Linked DNA regions of Arachis hypogaea: region 2 is linked to region 1. The links are chromatin contacts, called in public Hi-C maps. All regions are on one chromosome and are shown on one strand. The core of a region is the stretch at or near the end of the contact, and the rest is flanking DNA. Distances in the headings are between cores, read along the strand shown.

What was found. Hi-C and Micro-C count contacts between places; a contact is called where the count stands out from the background.
Region 2: a contact with region 1 is called in a Hi-C map of an unstated tissue, with 4 times the contacts expected there. The contact joins the promoter of LOC112796578 here to the promoter of LOC112796575 in region 1. A contact is called at or near these places in 5 of 8 Hi-C or Micro-C datasets (leaf and an unstated tissue).

What each region holds. Positions count from the first base shown.
Region 1 is chr4:28,257,421-28,260,161 of arahy.Tifrunner.gnm2.J5K5, reverse strand. LOC112796575 (nifU-like protein 3, chloroplastic) reads left to right here and starts at 1,347. Exons shown (of 4, transcript XM_025839101.3): 1 at 1,347-1,768; 2 at 1,922-2,042. The coding sequence starts at 1,709.
Region 2 is chr4:28,435,098-28,437,838 of arahy.Tifrunner.gnm2.J5K5, reverse strand. LOC112796578 (peroxidase 16) reads left to right here and starts at 1,354. Exons shown (of 4, transcript XM_025839106.3): 1 at 1,354-1,700; 2 at 2,083-2,280; 3 at 2,444-2,609. The coding sequence starts at 1,485.

The sequences.
Region 1 (2,741 bases), core at 98-2,597:
TGAAAGTGACTTTTTCAGGTACTTTAAGCAAATCAAAGTCTTCCAAAAGGTAAAAAAAAAAGATTTAGTAATTTAAATATGAAATGGTTCACACTTGACACAAATAACTGTGCCGTCATTATCACCTAAGCCATATCAAACATATTTATATGATATCATGTACATTCAACAATTTTACTTATCAGTTTAGAGAACAAACATTCTTCCACTCAAATAGATATGTAAAGAATTGTAGCCTAACTAACAATAGCTCTAATATATAAACCAAAATACTGATATAAAGACGCACCTATTGTGGTTTGAAGATGCACTAATCCACAAGTATTAAACTAAACAGAGACATGGAAACTCATTAAAATGGCCAAACTTAATCACTGACCCTGGTATCAAACTGACCAAACTTAGCAACTGATCCCAGATTGTTCAGTTCTAGTTCTTACGAGACAAAAAAGGAAGTAAACATCATAAACTCATGCTGTTATAAAGCTTAAATAAATGGGTTAGTCAGCTTGGCATTCATTCTCGTCAAAGAAACTTTCATAGATTAGGGCATGATAGAAAAGATGAAAAGAACAAATCCACAGATTAGGGCACGACGGAAAAGATGAAAGGAATCAATAAATTAAACCATTTTTGTATAAAACTAACCTAGGTCAAAGCAGTTAGGACGAGGAGTTGATGGTTGGCGTCAATAGCAACCGGGGAGAGGCGACAACTTCATTCTTTGATTTTCCTGTGAAGGAGAAAAAGAGGAGATGGGAAGATGGGGGTTACGAAAATGAACTTGCAAGCGGCAAATCACTTACCTAGCGGTGGCGAGGCTAGCGACGAGACAATGGTAGTTCTTGAGACGGTGCTTCAGAGATTGCAGTGGCTGTTCTATAGAAGAATGAGAAGATGGAGTCACGAGGGAAGAATGAGAAGATGGAGTCACGAGGGTTGATCAAGAAGCCGTAATTTACATTAAGGGTAATTTTGGAATTATTGAATTAGAATGGGGCAATTTAGGTACAAATTATAATTAAAATTTCTGTCCTCGTCTTGAAAATTTTTTGTTTCTAGTGTCTCTACTTTTTGGAGATACTGAAATTTTGAAGCCAAAAACAGAAATTTAAGTACTAATCTCTAACTCAACTAACATAATATTGAGTCTCTGTCTTCCCGTCTCAGTTCCAGTCTCTACAAACAAACTACCTAACTGAACCAGTTAAATTTCTGCTTCATGGGTATTTCAGTCAAACTGCCTGATACGGTCTGATTATAACAGCTATGGTCCAATGTACTTCGACAAAAATAGAAACCTCCCCATATTTTTTAGCACCCTGAATTTTTGGCAAGATGAATTTAATGCTTTTGGGCATAAAACTTGGGTTTGAATCATAGCACATGGGTGATCCAATCTTAACAACCACCCGTGTGTTTGAGTTCTGTCCACAAACTTGGCCATATTTTAAGTCCAACAAAAAGAAAAAACTTGGCCACATTTTTATTTTATTTTATTTTATTTCACTTTTCATTATCATCATGGAGCGTCATCAGAAACAAAATCAACTTGAACCAATCAATTGCTGTGTACCAGTATCAACCATCCAAAGGCCACTGCTGCTGCAAAAACATAAGAACTTAAACTAATTCCTTTAACTCCATTCAAAACAAGATGAGACAATTGTATGTTACCATAACCTTATGGTAGCTTTTACTGATTGCAATGCTTTGTGCAACTCATCATACATTATTATTATTCTCTAACCCGTGTTGTTTCCTTAAGGTACGTTGTTTCCTTCTTCTGAGAAATTAAGGAATTTTATTCATCTAATTATGCCATCTTTACAAAATTCTTAGGTGGATTATATTGCTATGTTTGTTGTGTTTATGTGACTCAAAATTTTGCACCTATTTTTATTCTTAATTTTATTTTCAGAATCGAGTTTCAAATGGCAGAGGATTTTCTTCAAATGAGAGTTGTTTTGTTAGAGGTCACCAAATGGACATCAAACAATATTTTGGACTTATATCATCCCGTTCTCCACGGAACAAAGCAGGTGCTACTACTCTCTTTTCATGTCAATGCATTCTTCTAACTAATTCATCAATTTGAACACCATTTATTGGATTAAATTTATTAATACACTAGACCCATTAGGGGTTATTAGAGGGTTAGTTACTTGATTAGCTTATAGATAAGCGATTTATCCATTTGTAAATCAATAGGGCTAGCTGTGGAACCTGTATCTATGGGTAGGATCGGCTTCAGGTATCGAGCATATCCTATCATCCAACTCGCACCCTCAATATATAATGTGAATGTACATAAAAATACATATACATATGATGAGCCAGTAAAAAATTTGAACTTAAATTCTTGTCTTTTGCACAAATACTTAGTACCACCAAACTAATAATTCAATTTGCTAATCATAGATAAAATAATAGAGGAGTGCTAGGGGATCAGCAAGTTTTGTGATTTGTAACCATCAATTAGTCCGTATTAATATCTAATGGTATGGAATTACTCACTTTTCTTTTGCTGGTTAAGTGTTGGCCAAATTTAAATAAAAGTACTGGTCCTAGACTTTTTCAAAATGATATTTGATATTATGAAATGTCTGGAAAGACTAGAGTGAAGATAATTTGTTGTGCGGATCGGTTCGGGTACAATCGGGTTGCAAGATTTAGAGTGCGGGAATGGTTCAGGTTGAGGAGTTTAAGCCTGCGAGTAGGGCTAGGACTTAGGACAGAGC
Region 2 (2,741 bases), core at 105-2,604, 180 kb before region 1:
CTTAGTTTGTTGCACAATTATTCAAGTCCATGTCCAATGGTTGATTTTCGCAATCATTTTTTTGCAGCTTGCTTCCCCCTTATTAAACACCATTCATTAGTTAGTAAAACATTTGAAAAGTCTGACATTGCGAATTCAATGTAGTAGTTGGAATTGGGAGATGATCACATGCCATTGAGTTGACAATAATCTCATAAAGATGCATCATTTGCTCAGCTTAACATATTCTATAATCTATATATACTGTACTACCTTATTTATTTGTCTCTGAAATTAAAATGTCAGAGTTGTCAATGCATGTCTCTTTCAATCATCTTTATCTCATAAGCATAAACTCAATCACTCACGCTTCATATATAGTCGACCACAGAAAGAGATCATCATATTAAACCTTTTTATAACCGTTTAAAATTAAATAATGGGTAGTTTTGCACGATTATTTACACATCATCTACTAAAGCAGTTTCTAACAACTTGGACTAATCTTCATTATTGTTGTTATATTAAAGGAAATATTAATGAGTTAAAAATAACAACATGGAGCTTTGTAGATTGTTCTGAGCGTTTGATCGAAACACTCAAAACAGAGAATACATTTACATGATATTTTTGTTTCTTGTTTCTTAATACTTCCTAATTATTTCATGCATTGAAGTTTCTGCATAAAAAAAAAAAAAACATTTGAAAAAGTGTAAGTTAACATCTCTTAGAAATTAAATGCTCTTTTAATATAAGCAATACATTTACATGGTAAATAGTAAATACTATTGCAACGAGTCTTTGTCAAGATGCTATAAGAGAGGTAAATTAAATTTTTCTTGCGAAAGAATTTGAGTTCGAATTGGAGGGAAAAAAAAAGTTAAGACTCTGTTATGAGTTTCTTAGCTCTTTCAGACTGAATCAAAGAATCAGAAGATAAATATTTAATTCAACACGATGAAAATGTAAGATACTTCTTGTTGGTAAAAAAAAAGTGCAAATGCTAATTTCATTGGTTAACTTGTTCTCCAACGATACAGTTTGTAATGAAATAGGTTAACATATTCTGAAAGCAGTTTTGATGCATCACGGCACTTCATCATGTGATTACATACACGCCAGAGTGCTAGCAGCTGCCACTAAATACTACTCTACTTAGAGCAGCAACATTTTCATTTAATTAAAAAGTATCTAAGAAGCTTCACTTACGTTTCCTTCAACTTTTATCAGATTCACATACATATTTATGTCAATATTAGCAAGACTGTCCATGAAAAAATTAAGCACTCTTTTGTACTTATTCTCATCAATCATTTTTTCATTTAATAATCATATCAATATATGTGTGTCAATGGAAGCAATCTTCAAATCAACATCAAACCAATTTTTCTTTTTTGTTTTTTCCTTAATCAAGTTAATCATAAACTTCCTTATATATGTAGCATTGGAAGCAAGAAATCATAGTATAGTTAAAAAGCAAGCTAAGATAACAAGACTAGTAAGAAATGGCCATCAACTTTGACTTTGTGTTAACATCATTTATGATTCTACTAATTAGTAGTGTACAAACAAGCTCTGCTCAACTTTCTCGCGGCTTCTACAACAACACATGCCCCAATGTGGAACAGCTGGTTCGCGCCGCCGTGACGCAGAAGTTGCAGCAGACATTTGTGACTGCTCCTTCCACTCTTCGCCTCTTCTTCCATGATTGCTTTGTCAGGGTATGTCTAAGCGCATTCACTTGTTAATTAACCAAATTTTGTTGGTTGGTGTAAGTCTAAAATTGTATTGTTTAACTAGGTACACTTGTTAAGGAAATTACAAGTAGAATATTTAAAAAAAAAATAGAGATTTCTTGAGTTTTTTAAGTATTGAATATATTATTATTGAAAAAACTACTTTTTTTTTATTCTCTTATCCAATGTTTTTAAGACAATGGTTAAGTGGTTATCTAGGTTCTTATTTTATTCAACATTTCTGCATGGCAGCATGTTAATACTTAATACTGTCAATGCCATTCATTATTCAATTAAATTACTAATCTATTAGGTTTTTTTTCTGGAAATATTATTACTGAACTTTGTTCTTGGTTTCTGCATACAGGGTTGTGATGCTTCAGTTCTGCTTGTGTCTCCAACTAACCAGGCAGAGAAAAGCCATCCTGATGATGTGTCGCTTGCCGGGGACGGTTTCGACACGGTGGTTAAGGCCAAGGTAGCCGTTGATAGTGATCCTCAGTGCAGAAACAAAGTCTCTTGTGCTGATATTCTTGCTCTGGCCACTAGGGATGTGGTCAACTTGGTACAATTTCACTTCAATTTCTTCTCATTATTTTGATCTATGCTTTGTAAAAGATTCTATAATCTAATAATCTCTATAATAATGTTAATTGATAGAACAATGTTCATAATTAAAAAATTAAGTTAGTTAAACTATCATAATTTGCTTAATAATAATAATGTAGGCTGGGGGACCATTTTATGAAGTTGAATTAGGAAGGCGTGATGGGAGAATATCTACTATTGCAAGTGTTCAACACCATCTTCCTAGCCCTAATTTCAATTTGGATCAGCTCAATTCTTTGTTTAGCTTTAATGGCCTCTCCCAGACAGATATGATCGCATTATCAGGTAACTTAAGTGGAAAAAATATGTTCCTTACACTTTAAAAATCAGCTATCAAATCAGTCTATACGCTTATGTATATTTATACTATTAATTCACACATTTTTTTAACTGAGTAATTTGTCATTAGAATAATCA